5 separate regions of the Mus musculus genome follow, and regions 1, 3, 4 and 5 are each linked to region 2. Evidence: chromatin contacts called from public ChIA-PET, HiChIP or PLAC-seq and promoter capture Hi-C data. All regions are on one chromosome and are shown on one strand. The core of a region is the stretch at or near the end of the contact, and the rest is flanking DNA. Distances in the headings are between cores, read along the strand shown. Region 1 holds the start of Hint2 (histidine triad nucleotide binding protein 2). Region 2 holds the start of Ccin (calicin). Region 3 holds the start of Ccdc107 (coiled-coil domain containing 107). Region 4 holds the start of Hrct1 (histidine rich carboxyl terminus 1). Region 5 holds the start of Melk (maternal embryonic leucine zipper kinase).

What was found. Promoter capture Hi-C pulls out the DNA fragments that hold promoters and counts their contacts. ChIA-PET counts read pairs in DNA pulled down with a chosen protein or histone mark. HiChIP or PLAC-seq counts read pairs in DNA pulled down with a chosen protein or histone mark. Capture Hi-C pulls out chosen DNA fragments and counts their contacts.
Region 1: a contact with region 2 is called in a promoter capture Hi-C map of liver. The contact joins the promoter of Hint2 here to the promoter of Ccin in region 2. A contact is called at or near these places in 1 of 39 promoter capture datasets (neural stem cells), 3 of 115 datasets of contacts at active chromatin or transcription factors (bone marrow-derived macrophages, embryonic stem cells and memory CD8 T cells) and 2 of 9 other capture datasets (adipose tissue and liver).
Region 3: a contact with region 2 is called in a promoter capture Hi-C map of neural stem cells. The contact joins the promoter of Ccdc107 here to the promoter of Ccin in region 2. A contact is called at or near these places in 1 of 39 promoter capture datasets (neural stem cells) and 1 of 115 datasets of contacts at active chromatin or transcription factors (extraembryonic endoderm stem cells).
Region 4: a contact with region 2 is called in a FOXA1 HiChIP or PLAC-seq map of pancreatic cancer cells. The contact joins the promoter of Hrct1 here to the promoter of Ccin in region 2. A contact is called at or near these places in 4 of 39 promoter capture datasets (the 3T3-L1 cell line, 3T3-L1-derived adipocytes, embryonic stem cells and 1 more), 5 of 484 Hi-C or Micro-C datasets (the G1E-ER4 cell line, embryonic stem cells, liver and 1 more), 8 of 115 datasets of contacts at active chromatin or transcription factors (astrocytes, embryonic limb bud, embryonic stem cells and 3 more) and 3 of 9 other capture datasets (adipose tissue, embryonic stem cells and macrophages).
Region 5: a contact with region 2 is called in an RNA polymerase II ChIA-PET map of memory CD8 T cells, with 20 read pairs. The contact joins the promoter of Melk here to the promoter of Ccin in region 2. A contact is called at or near these places in 1 of 39 promoter capture datasets (pre-B cells), 1 of 484 Hi-C or Micro-C datasets (embryonic stem cells) and 2 of 115 datasets of contacts at active chromatin or transcription factors (embryonic stem cells and memory CD8 T cells).

The regions. Positions count from the first base shown.
Region 1 is chr4:43,655,075-43,657,774 of GRCm38.p6, forward strand. It overlaps Hint2 (histidine triad nucleotide binding protein 2), which reads right to left and starts at 1,371. Exons shown (of 5, transcript NM_026871.1): 1 at 1,285-1,371. The coding sequence starts at 1,365. It also overlaps the pseudogene Gm4748.
Region 2 is chr4:43,982,144-43,984,843 of GRCm38.p6, forward strand. It overlaps Ccin (calicin), which reads left to right and starts at 1,361. Exons shown (of 1, transcript NM_001002787.2): 1 at 1,361-2,700. The coding sequence starts at 1,452.
Region 3 is chr4:43,491,976-43,494,675 of GRCm38.p6, forward strand. It overlaps Ccdc107 (coiled-coil domain containing 107), which reads left to right and starts at 1,390. Exons shown (of 6, transcript NM_001037913.2): 1 at 1,390-1,561; 2 at 1,633-1,784. The coding sequence starts at 1,456. It also overlaps Rmrp.
Region 4 is chr4:43,725,749-43,728,448 of GRCm38.p6, forward strand. It overlaps Hrct1 (histidine rich carboxyl terminus 1), which reads left to right and starts at 1,450. Exons shown (of 1, transcript NM_027511.1): 1 at 1,450-2,362. The coding sequence starts at 1,614. The coding sequence ends at 1,943.
Region 5 is chr4:44,299,598-44,302,297 of GRCm38.p6, forward strand. It overlaps Melk (maternal embryonic leucine zipper kinase), which reads left to right and starts at 1,320. Exons shown (of 18, transcript NM_010790.2): 1 at 1,320-1,475.

The sequences.
Region 1 (2,700 bases), core at 121-2,620, 330 kb before region 2:
AGAGAGTAATTTCCCCAAACACTTAGTTGAGGTTGGAAGATGCTGGGCTCTGAGTGTTACTAACACCATTCTTCTAAGAACCTATTAGTGCTTTTCACTCCAAGGAAAAATTCCTGACTTTCAGAGCCTGAAGAGTAGGCCAGGTGATGGTGGACCTGGTTACAGAACACGCAGTGATTCCTATGCGGGACTTAGGAGTGCAACTGATTCCTGTAACAGTGCCTGAGAAATCTAGCACTACCCAGGTAAGAAGACCCAGAAGGGCAGTTTCAAGAGTGAGGTTTTCCCCTGGGTGTGGAGTCGTACATTTGTAATTCCAGCACCTAGGTCAGGGAGGCAGGAGGATTGGCTACGTTTAGAGACTCTTGGCTGGTGTGGGATACATAAGACTCTGTTCCCCAAAGCAAGACAACATTGAGGCCTCAGTTCCAACGCTACCCTTGCATACATCAGATGAATGCCCCTGACAACTTCAAAGCATGAATGAAACTCTTTACTGTTTTTAACGTATTTCTACTACACGTTTTCTGATCTTTAAGCCTTGTTACTTGATTTAATGTATTTGTCCTGACACTGGCTGATTTCTCATTTGGGTGTCAAATCTTATTGTGCAGCTTTCCTGTTAGTGTTTCTATGCAGGCCAAGCTGGCGCAGTCCTGGTAATTCTGCTGCCACAGTCTCCCACATTGCTGGGATTATAGGAATGCGCCACCATGCTTGGCTTCTACACTGGACTTTCGGTTCCAGTCATGTGAATCAGCGGAGTTACGGAAGAGTTCAGCTAAGTGAACTAGGCTGTACCTGAGGGGATAATAGGTAGGGATATCCCAGTTTCCCACCGGTTCAGAGAGGGCTGGAGCCAGTGTGTGACACTGAAGCAAAACAGTGGGGTCAATGAAATCGCTGCTGCGTGTGGTGGTGTGTGAAAGATGAAGGAGCAAAACTGGTGCACATTATAGGGTCAGAGGTCCGAGGAAGACAGCCGGCTAGCTCCCAGAAGGGAGCACTCACTTCTTGCAAGGGGCACGGTTGAGGTAAGCCGAGAGCTGGCTCCCGGACAGCAGCACACGCTCCATCTCAACCGAGACGCCCCCCGGCTGTTCCCAGAAGCGGTCGCAGGCAGATCGCTTCTCTCCGGGACTGGAGTCAGACCTGCCCGCCCGCAGAGTCCCGGAATTTGACCCTTGGTCGAGGCAGTGGCTCCGCGGGGATGAGTGCTGCGCGTGCCGGGCCCGGAACGCGCCAGTGCCTGCAAGACCCCTCGTCCCTCTGGCTGCTTCTCACCTGCGCCCCCCGGGCCCCCGCGGCAGCCAGGGTTCTGCGCGCAGCGCGCAAGCCCACGGCCAGCAGCACAGCAGCAGCCATCTTCCTGAGAGTGTCGCCTGCAGGCGCAGCCCCATTGGCCGTGGCCTGCTGGGGGGCGGGTCCCGTCGTACATCTCATTGGCTGCCTCTGCGAACGCAGGGCCAATTTTTGTTTGGTAGCGTGAAAACTCTTTTTCCATTGGGTCCCTACGCAGTTTCACTCTGAGATACATTCCCATTCCATTGGAAGGACTAAACCTGGGGGTGGGATATTCTCCTAATGGACTCAGGTTCGCCACCTTGACCAAGCGCTCGTTCTCGGCCTGTCCCTTTTAGCTCTGGCCCCTCTTGAGGGGTAAGGGGGGTGAAGAGGGCGGGGCCTCGCCACCTGCTGTACAAAAGGCTAAAAGTAGCGCAGACCCATCTCCGCATTGGTCAGGAGGGCGGGGTTCTGAGGACATTCGGTGTTTATTGGCTCCCGAAGAACATGGGCGGGACTCAAGGTGAATTGGGACCTTTTTTTTTTTTTTTTTTTTTTTTAAAATCTGTAGGGTAGGCACCCAGTCTTTTCTTAACAATTTCAGCCTTTGGACCACTGCAAAGATTTAAAACATATCGTATGAAAATATCTTTTTAAAATCGAGATCAATTTCTTCCTGTTCTTGCTCCCACTTACATCAGTTTTCAGGGCATTTTTTTTTCCTTAAACGAGTGAGGATGTATGTTATACTATGCGTTATTCTTTTCTCCACTTCATAAATGGTGGGTGGTATCGTTACCTCTGTGCCCAGCATTTTCAGTGAGGCAGGTCTGATTGTATACACTTTTTTTAAATACAAAAATTGTGTGTGTGTGTGTGTGTATACGCCTGTGGGTTATGTGCATATGGATGCTATAAGGCGTAGGATGTCCTGGCGCTGGAGTTACAGGCTGTTGAGAGCCACCTGATGTATGTGCTGGTAGCTGAATTCCAGTGCTCTCCAAGTTCAGTATATGTCCTTAGCTGCTTAGCCATCTCTCCAGCCCTTAAAGATTTATTTGTTTACATGTGGGTGTATGTGCAAGCCCATGTGGGTGTCTGTAGAGGCCAGAAGAGGGTGCCAAAGATGCCTCCTTAAAGCTGGAGTTACATACACATAGTGTGAGCCTCCTGATGTGAACCAAGTTTAAGTCCTCTACAAGTATAGCAAGCACTGAACCATCTCGCCAGTTCTGCTTCATGTTTTGAAATAAGAAACACAGTATTTCCCTTGAGCAGCAGAGGCAGGAGGATCACTCATGATTTCCAGGCCAGTGTGGTCTACACAGCAAGACTCTGTCTCAAAAAAACACTAGTATCCCCTCACTCCCACCCCTCTAAATACTCACCACCTGGAGAGTTCTGGTCTGGCACAAT
Region 2 (2,700 bases), core at 111-2,610:
CCAGCAAGAGGGCTGGAGAGTGGTGGGTATGGAGCTGACAGTCACTCTGGGAGGGGCGTTCAGGAGGACCAGAAGGTCTGGAGTGAGGCTTGGAGCCCACAGTGGAGATGGGGTCTGCAGTCAGGTCCTCCTGACCAGTACAAGTGACCATATGGCACGGTTCTTCCTAAGAGGTCCCAGGGTGGCTTTGGTCATACACCATTGCCGGGCTCTGTCCACATCTGTAAAATGAGAACAGGTGTGGGTCTGCCACACTGTGAGCCCCGGGTCCAGACGTATGAGTTTCAGAGTCGCTCCTACACAAAGGAGCCCTAGGCGGGACAAAGCAGGCAGAAAGGGACGCCCCGGGGCGGGTGAGTTTCCTCTCTACGCCATTGGAGAAGCTGAGCACGGAGGCGGCGTGCTTCTGGCCAGGAGGTGACCCTGCAGCGCCACCGTGCGGCCGAAGCAGGCTCCTATAACCCGTCGAGGGCTTCGGGGATGCCCACAGCTGTGGTTATATCAACTAAGAAACAAGAACTGGCATTTATTGGAACGTTTGCTGTAAGCTAAGCGCTGTGCCTGCTGCACTTTGAAGCGAGTATTCTCATCTCACAGAAGAGGAATCTGAGGCCTGAGTGAACTGGTCTAAGAAACTCGGAGTGGAGAGGCCGAATCAGGCATTTCCCCAGCATTTTACTAGATACTTGGAAACCTGGTATGGGAAGTTTCCAAACCTGGTATGGGAGGTTGGAAACCTGGTACTGGCGTTTCCAAGTCCTCCCATCTTCCTAGGGCTGGCTGGCCCCTCCATTTCTGCTCCAGTGAGTGTCACCCACTTCTCCATGAAAACTGTATTCTGACTACAGAGATCAGAAGCCAGAGGGTTTGTCTTCTCAGACGTCCAGGAACCTTGGTAGAAAAAAGGGCCTTCAGGGCCTAAGAATTGAACCATGAAAACTGTCTGGTCCCCACTTCCTGAAGGGGTGAAAGGGTTGTAACGCCCCACACTGTGGGAGTTCCAGGTTTGCTCTGCCTCTAACTGCCTCTGTGACAGGGGGAGTCCTTCCTCAGCAGGACTTCAGCCTTCTGGTTAAAAGGGAGGCTTCTAGATCATGGTAACCTCTCCTCCCACCCTAAATTTTCCCTCTCCACAGCTGCTCTCTGCCCCACCCAAACCAGTTCGAACATTCCCGGCGAAGCCGAGGACTGTGACTTGAAAGGCCCAGGGGGACACCGTGGCCCCATTCCAGAGCTTCCTCTGAAGCTCTGGGGAGAGAAAGGCCTGGGGGCGGGGAGGGGGCTACATTATGATGACCTCATCCATTCTATGACGTCACCCTCTCTCCCACGCCCACTCCTCTCTGGTCAGCTGCTCTGCAAACAACCATCAGTACAAACCCCAAAGGCCTGGAAAAGTCTGCCCTCCGGTACCTGCTACGAATCTTCTGTCTCGGCCAACAAGAAGCACCATGAAACTGGAATTCACAGAGAAAAACTACAACAGCTTTGTGCTGCAAAACCTGAACAAACAGAGGAAGCGTAAAGAGTACTGGGACATGGCCCTGACTGTGGACCATCATGTCTTCTTCGCACATCGCAACGTGCTGGCTGCCGTCTCTCCACTAGTGAAAAGCCTCATCTCCAGCAACGACATGAAGACCACCGATGAACTCTACATCACCATCGACCCCAACTACCTGAGCCCAGCCACGGTGGACCAGCTCCTGGATTACTTCTACAGCGGCAAAGTGGTGATCTCAGAGCAGAACGTGGAGGAGCTGCTCCGGGGCGCACAGTATTTCAATACCCCACGCCTTCGGATTCACTGCAATGACTTCCTTATTAAGTCTATTCGCCGCGTCAACTGCTTGCGCTACCTCTTCTTGGCTGAGCTGTTCGAGCTCAAAGAAGTATCAGACTTGGCCTACTCTGGCATTCGTGACAACTTCCACTTCTGGGCCAGTCCCGAGGGCTCTATGCACTTCATGCGCTGCCCACCCGTCATCTTCGGTCGCCTGCTCCGGGATGAAAACCTCCACGTGCTCAACGAGGACCAGGCGCTCAGCGCACTCATCAGTTGGGTGTACTTCCGGAAGGAGGAGCGGGAAAAATACTTCAAGAAGTTCTTCAATTACATCAATCTCAATGCGGTCTCCAACAAGACGCTGATGTTTGCCAGCAACAAGCTGGTTGGCTTGGAGAACAACTCTGCCCACGCGACCTTGATCGAAAGTGTCCTGATGGACCGCAAGCAGGAGCGCCCGTGCAGCCTGCTGAGCTACCAGCGGAAAGGGGCCCTGCTTGACTCGGTGGTCATCCTGGGTGGCCAGAAGGCCCACGGTAAGTTCAACGATGGGGTGTTTGCCTATATCATCCAGGAGAACCTGTGGCTGAAGCTCTCAGAGATGCCATACCGGGCAGCCGCGCTCAGTGCCACTGCTGCTGGCCGTTACATCTACATATCCGGTGGCACCACTGAGCAGATTTCAGGACTGAAGACAGCGTGGCGGTATGACATGGACGACAACTCCTGGACCAAGCTACCTGACCTGCCCATTGGGCTTGTCTTCCACACCATGGTGACCTGCGGGGGAACAGTTTACTCAGTGGGTGGGAGCATTGCCCCACGCCGGTACGTCTCTAACATTTATCGCTATGATGAACGCAAGGAAGCCTGGTGCTTGGCGGGGAAGATGAGCATCCCTATGGACGGGACAG
Region 3 (2,700 bases), core at 140-2,639, 490 kb before region 2:
GTAACTCCTTCCATGGGTGTTTTGTTCCCAAATCTAAGGAGGGGCATAGTGTCCACACTTCAGTCTTCATTCCTTTTGTTCGGTTTTGAGAGAGGGTCTCACTATGTAGACCAGGCCTTGAACTCATAGAGATCTGTCTGCTTTTGTCTCCCCACTGCTGGGATTAAAGGAGTGTGGTGCCACATCTGGCAGCTCTGTGAATCTTATGTGCTTGCTACTACATAATCCCAGCATTTGAGAAATGGAAGCAGGAGGGTTAGGAGTTCTAGGCCAGCTCCAGCTACATGAGAATGAAGCCAGCCCAGGTTACATGAGACCCAGAAGGACCTAGTTGTATATTTGCCTTTTGAGTCGCTGTGAACATTCATTCATTAATTTCATTCACTTCCTCAAGTTCCCCTAGCAACAAGTGACTAGGCTCGGACAGTAAAATGGAAAAAAACAAAAAAGCAAAACCCACAGTCTTGCTCTCTTTGGACTAGCAGTCTAAAAAAAGAATTACAGCTATTAAAGAATAAATTAGGAATTCAGATTTGTCTCCGTTTTCTTTCTTCTTTTCTTAGGAAAGGGTGACCTTGATTTCCTAATTAGTACATTCACATCTGGCTCTGAAGGTTGTATAGAAATAAAAGTGGCCGGGCGTGGTGGCGCACGCCTTTAATCCCAGCACTCGGGAGGCAGAGGCAGGAGGATTTCTGAGTTCGAGGCCAGCCTGGTCTACAAAGTGAGTGCCAGGACAGCCAGGGCTACACAGAGAAACCCTGTCAAAAAACCAAAATACAAACAAACAAAAATAAATAAATAAAAGTGTAGCCGCGCTGAGAATGAGCCCCGTGTGGTTGGTGCGAGCCAGGTCGCACTGCCTGCGTCACTATGTGAGCTGACGGATGACGCCCCGCTGCACGCCGCTCAGCTCGCCCCGGAGGGGTCGCTTCTTGGCGGGCTAACAGTGACTTGCGGGGGAAGTCTACGCGCGTGTGCACGCGGCACTCTCTGCCCGTGGTCCGGGGACTTTCCCCTAGGCGAAAGGATAAGGAACATGTCCCTCGTATGTAGCCTAGGAAACAGGCCTTCAGAGCGAGCTGCCTTAGCTTCTAGGCGCGACTAATTTATGACTCTACAACAGGCTTAATTTTTTGGTTATGGTGAGAAAATTGGTCTCTCTAGGTAGAAAAACAATGAGCCATTGTTTTAGGCATGATACTTTATCCTGAAAGATTCTGGAGACATAATTGTTTAAGAAAGCTATAAATAGATAGGTCATTAATTAATGTAGGAACGCTAGGTGGGCGTGGTTTATGCAAATATTGCTTAAACCCATCCTGAGATGGGCGTGGCCGCCTTAAGGGACTCAGCCCCCCCGATGTAGGCGTGGTCTCCTGCGCGTGCGCACTACGGCCGGAGGCCCAGCGCTGGAACGCGGGGTACCCGGCGTGCGATTCTGGTGGGCCAGGCATGGAGGGCGCTGGCCCCGTGTTGAGTATTCTGGGGCTGCTGCTTGTGTCTGCGCCTTTTGGAGTCCTTGGGGAGCGCCCCAGCGCCGATCTGGGGGCACACCCAGGTACCTGCGAGAGCTGCTGGAGGGAGGCTGGGACTGCCTAGTAGAAACTGACCGATGGCTTTAATCCACAGAACGGGGCTCCCAGGTCAGTCCGGGAACCACCGAACCTCGGCGGCAGCCGCCACCCAAGGATCAGCGCGAGCGAGCCCGGGCCGGATCGCTGTCTTTGGGCGCTCTGTACACCGCGGCCGTCGTGGCTTTTGTGCTGTTCAAGTGTTTGCAGGTGCGGTATGGCGGTGGGTTGTGGGAGCCCTGGGCCTTAATCTCCTGGGGCCGCTACAGTACCAAGAACAACCGCTTCCCGGCTACCTGTAAAATGAAGGCTCGTTCCTTGGTTTTTCCACATTATTGGGGCATTCGAGGATCCAGAGAGATAATGGATGTAGGGGGCTGAGAAATTGTAGAAACCGTTACTTTTACTCCTCTCTCCAGTGACGATCGATTTTCAATCTGGAGCTCATCCACTTAGTGTCTGATGTAAGTGGGGTTTTAACCCAACTAGTGTCAGTATGCAAAAAAAGAAGTTGCTGCTGAGGCTCCAACCTTGGCCCAAGGAGTTAATCGCGGCAGCAACAGAGTGTCTAGTGGACCAGACACCAAGCCGTTTCGTGCTCTCCTTAGGAAGGAAACCCTGAAATGTGAACTGACTGTACATTCTGATTACTTTGAAACTGTTGACATGGAAAGTGGAACCTACCACCCAGTGCTTTATCTTCAACTCTGGTCAATTACTTGCACAGGGGAATAGAGGCTGAACTAATTAGTAACATAAAACTAGATGAGATTAAAGAGCCAGGCAGACTTGACAGGCTAGGATGAAGATTGGAGTTTAAAGATAGATTAATAAATTCTACCCAGGCGTAGTGTTAGACGCCTTTAATCCCAGCATTCAGGGGAGACAGAGGCAGGAACAGCTCTTGTGAGTTCGAGACCAGTATTTCTGTCTTATGCATGGAGAAGAATACATAAGCAGTTGAGAAGAGGAGCGGGACCCGTGGAAGAGAGGTAGGCATGGCGGCTGACAGTTTCACGGTGTTATGATAACCCACTTTCCAATTAAAGGTTCTGAAGGAGGCTTGTGCTTTATCTACCTATCAGAGCACTGGGAGAATTGTATCCTAAAAATAAACCATAGGGCA
Region 4 (2,700 bases), core at 200-2,699, 260 kb before region 2:
TCTCACCCCAACCAAAAGTCTGGAGATTGCTTGTGGTATACACTAACCCACAAAGGTGAGAGACTCAGACAAGTTGCTTCCCTTCTTTGGCCTCAGTTTCCCTAATGCGGGGTGAGTCCAGGGACCCTTAGGAATGACTGAAAGTCTTCAGATCTGCACATTGCAGGGTAGTCTCCAGGTTGTGTGGGGTGGGCATCTCCTTGGAAAACTCCTGTAAAGTTATCCATTTAATGCTCCCTTCTTCATGCCCCTTTCCTCTCCCTCCTCCCTTCTCCCTCCTCCCCTCTCCACCAGCTCCCATAGGACTTTTTCTTCAATGTGCCTCTAGGGAAGGCAGCTGGCTCCAAAGCCCCAGGAGTCTGCAGGAGGAGTTCTCTATACAAGCCTCATTAAAAGTTCAAGTGACTTCTCCAGAGGGCCAGGAAGCCTCTGGAGACTAGCCTCCCTCGAAACCAGCTTGGCCAAAGGTGATGTACAACCCTTTGAGCTGCTGTGGCAGCTTTTCAGTAAAGATGTCAGAGAAAGCAGCTGTGACTGGGATTAGAGCAGGGGAGTGTCCCTGGAGTTTGCTTCTGCTGTGGGATCTCCAGAGAGGACACGGTGGGCTCGAGGAAGGGCCTTGACCAACTTTACAGAGTGGAGCTACTGCAGAGCTGGAGCCAGTCTGAGGTTTGGGGGCTGAGCACTCTCCAGAAGGAGCTTTGAGGAATGGGTTGAAGGACCCCTGAGGACCCTGGCCACAGAGCTTGGGCTTTGGGGAGCCCAGTCCGCTTGCGTACAACAGAGATGCTGGGGACACCCTGAATCCCAGCCTCATCCTTGGTGACTAGGGGGCCAGAGGATTTAGAACCAGTAACGAGAGAATGGAAGACTGTGCACATTCTGGTCACCAAACAAGTTCCCAGGCAGGTAGGAATGACCCGAGCTTTGTGACAGGGCAGATGATAGGGCAACGGGACTGCCATCCACTGACATTGTTGACCGGGGAGATAAGGGGCTGACCTGTGTGACCTCAAGTGGCTTCCTTTCTGCTTCCTGTTAACCCAAAGTTGACAAGCCTTCTGGCTTCCTATACCCAACAGGAGAAGCATCCCTGGATGATGAACGGCTTGTGGCCCTCATCAGGCTCCACCCATCCCTGACTGACATTCACAGGACTTGGGCTAACTCACTGATCCTCAGCAGCAGAGGATGTTGCAGGCTACAGATAGTCGCGGAGCTAGGGAATCGTGTGCATCCTAAGCCTACACTTTTAATCTCCATACAGTGGTTCCTAGGAGAAAAGCTGAAGCCCAGAGGAGGGCCCTCCTTCTGCCAGGAGGCAGGAATAGATGGAATATTGACCTCATATCCCTGATTCAGGCCCTCCCCTTAAGCAAGCCAGTCCCACAGCTCCTTGGTCTCCACCCACTCTTCCTTCACGGCCTCCCCCTTCCTACTCCAAACAGCCTCTGGCTGTTGAGAAGCCTGTCCAAACAGACCTCTCCCACATTCCCTGGCTGTTCTCCAGTCTGCAGGAGCCGAGACACCCTTGAGTTCAGTGACTGTGAGGGCTGAGCAGAGGCTGCTGAAGGGAGCCACTGAGTGAAGTGCAGAGATCCTCTGGCTTCCAGATGTTAGGCCTTCTGGGGAACACGACCCTTGTGTGCTGGATCACGGGCACAGCACTGGCGTTTTTGATGTTGCTGTGGCTGATGGCCCTCTGCCTTTTCCACAGATCACAGGAGCATGACGTGGAGAGAAACCGAGTCCGACAAGCCCGGCCTCGACTCTTCCATGGCCGGCGCCTGCGTCTCCCAAGACTTGTTCACCATCACCACCATCACCATGTGACCGGGGTGACCAGTGTGGGCGTTCACCACCACCATCACCATTCTCCCCATCGTCTCCACCACCACAAGCACCACCACCGCCACCACCATGCTCATGGAGCCCGCCGCTGAGGCCAATAGATAGCATCTACCTGGCTCTGCCCTCCATCCAGCAGCAACATGAGTGGATCCTGATGCTGCCACGGAAAAGGATGTGCCTCTGGGATGAAGGGGGGTACTGGGACCCTGGTCCTGCTTGGGTTTCATTTGCATATGAGCCCTTCTCCCTATGTGCAACAGAGACCCACCTGGGTGGCCCTCTACACAATGTGGGGCTTGAGCTTCGAGCAGGGCTGGCTGAGTTTCCTACCTTGTGACTGCAACTCCTGGTGACCCTGGAAGTAACAAGGGTATCTGGCAGAACCAGAGCCCAGGTGGAGATGGAGAGTTCTTCTGATTGGGGAGGCCCTGTGATGAGCTTCCAGGGGCAGACTGTGGTACGGGCATTCACTGCTGCTTGGCTGTAAGAAATAAAAGCCACCAGGAAGCTTTTTGTGTGAACTGGTTCTTGACTGTGGCACAGTGGGAGGGAGGGAGTCATGAGGGCCCTGGGAACTCTTCTGGAAGGAGCTGAGCCTGGGGTCTGGAACAGAGAGAAGTAGGTGGTCCCCGCCTAAGCTCTGAGGAAGAATTCAGTGTGGACGGCCCAGAGCTTTGGAGAAGGGACAGTTGAGACCCCTAGCCTGGGTTCTAGCTCTCGGAGCACCCTGCCTGAGTGCTCCTCCTAGCCTGGTCCAGAGCAGGAACCAACCCTGGGTTCAGTGTCTGTTTGGGGACTGAATAGGGATTCTTATGCAGACTCTGAGTCTCCAGCCAGCCTGTCTGCAGA
Region 5 (2,700 bases), core at 70-2,569, 320 kb after region 2:
TATGGCGCATTGAATTTTTCTTTCTTTCTTTTTTCTTTTTCTTTTTTTCCAAAAATCATTTCTGTATTTGTTTGCAGGGAGGGGTAAATGAGGAAGTCAGATTTCTGGGGATTGAATTTAGGTTTTCAGGGCTGGTGGCAAGTATCTTTACCCATGAGCCACATTGCTAGCATCTTGATGGGTAGTTAATTTAGTTCCTAAGGTTTTATAACTTATAGCAACAGATTTTAGTAAGAATTATGAGATGCACAGGGAAAAGTGGCACAATGTTAGAGCTCTTGCTTAGAATAGCCAAGGCCAGGGAGAGCCCTCCCATGAACCAGAAGGGGGAAAAAGATCAGGGGAAAGAGGGGTCAATGGGTAATGGCAATTGGTACCAAGTTGACAGCTTGACTTGATTAGTTAGACCCATTAGGTGGCAAGAGAGAACCAACTCTTGAAAGTTGTCCTCTAACTGCCACAGGTGTGAAGTGACACGTGCCCCCCTTCCCACAAGCACGCACTCGAATAAATGAATGTAATGAAAAATTAAGAACATAAAAAACTTAATTATATGAAAACTTTTTTTTTTTGTTTTGTTTTTGTTTTTCGAGACAGGGTTTCTCTGTGTAGTCCTGGCTGTCCTGGAACTCACTCTGTAGACTAGGCTGGCCTCGAACTCAGAAATCTGCCTGCCTCTGCCTCCAAAGTGCTGGGATTAAAATATGAAAACTTAGCAAGTCAATGTCTTCTGGAAAAAATTTCCTTGTCCCTATGAGATATGCACACTGCAGTTAGTAAAGGCAAACTATTAAAAAAAAAAAAGGAAGTGAAGATGAGAGAGGGTTTTGGGTGGTGTGGGGAGCAAGAAGGGAGAATAAAGTGGATATGATCAACATACATTGTATACGTGTATGAAAGTGTCGAAGAATAATGGTATTTTTAAAAAAATAAAAATATTCTTAAAAAAAAAGAAAGAAGGAGGCAAGGCCTTAAGTCTTCAGTCAGTATCTTTTTTTTTTTTTTAAATTAGGTATTTTCTTCATTTACATTTCCAATGCTATCCCAAAAGTCCCCATACCCTCCCCCCCCCACAACTCCCCTACCCTCCCACTCGCACTTCTTGGCCCTGGCGTTCCCATGTACTGAGGCTTAAGTCAGTATCTTAAAGTCTTCACCATCACCGATCCTGAGCATTTGACATCCTACACATTTAGTATCCCATCAAAAGTTTGAGCCTATCTCGCCCCGCCCCACCATCGCTCCGCCCAGTTTTCTCCCGGCCCCGCCCCACCTCCCTGGGACTGGGCTCCCTTGGGCCCCGCCTCTTCCGGCCCGCGAGGTTTGATTCCTTTGGCGGGCGGAAGCTGCTGGAACTTGAATCCTGCAGAAATTCCCACCGACTTGTTCCGGCTTTGCTAGACTCTGCAGCCGGCTGCTTCACCTTCTGTCCTGTTCGGTCCTGTTCGGTCCTTGCTGGGCCCGCTGCCCTTCAGGTCAGTTCTTCCGTCCTCGGGCCGCACTCTGGGCCTCGTGGGGCGTGGCCGGGAGACGGAGTTTCCCTGGGGTTCCACCCATCAGCACTGTTCTCTGTGAGAACGTCTAGGTTTTTCGACCCTGGCTTTCACAGATGGTGGATGGTAGTTTTTTTTTTTTTTTTTTTTTTTTTTTGTCTCGGGTTCTGAGATGTATCTTGCGTCTTGAACTCACTGGTCTCGAACTCACTTTGTAGCCAAAGTGGTCCTTGAATTCTGGATCCTCCTGCCTTACCTTCCTGAGCGCAGGAGATACAGGCGTGAGCGCTCCCCACTCCCCATTCCCCGCTCAGCGGGTAATTGATAAAGTTTGACAGAGCATTTGACGCCCCGGAGGCTCCCATAATGGGAATTTCCAGTTCTGTTTCAGTGCTTTTGACTGTCTGCAAAAGCGATTCAGAGATGGGCTTTGAGGCACTTACACTTTTCAACTCAGTTTTCTGGGGTATTCCAGTTAAAAGAGAAATGTGTGTAACCCCTTTGTAGAGCCCAAATCCTTCCTCACCTTGCACCTCTAAAGCAAGTGGCCCGAGACTCGTATTGTAAGGACGCCCAGAGGCTATAGCAGTAAATGGAGGAGCCAGGTGGCTCCTGCCAAGAAGGGTGTGGAGGGGAGCAGTTCCCTGCTTCTCATCCCAAGGCAGGAGCTCACACTAAGGTGAGGTAGTGAGTGTTCTAGTCTCACCTTAGGTAGATTTCTGTGGTTAATGGAGGAGGAGGAAGAGAGGGTTTCAGAGGGGTCTGAAACGTTGGCTAGAGAATTTAGTCCCAACTTTTGTTCATGTTTTGGCTTCTGTTTCTTCTTAAACACCTTCGTGGAAACAGTGGCTCTGTCCCTTTTATCTATTATGAACCAACTAGATGGACAGGTTAGTCCCTAAATGCTTTTGGGAATGAATGCCTCTATTGCTGCTCTCAGAAATCTCCGCAAAGGAGCAGAAGGGTGCCGCCACTCAACTGTATTCTAAGGCCAGGTTGTAAGCCATTCTGCACTCTCATCTGAAATGACCAGATCAGTGTCAATGAGCACGAGAGGCAAGTTAATGTGTTTTGTAGTAAGTGATAGCATGGCTCAAATAACACCATACTGGTAGCAAAATACCCTCAGTTTGCCTTTTATGAGGACTCACTGTATAGTCCAAGCTGGCCTCTAACTCACAGAGATGCACCTACCTGCCTCTGTTCC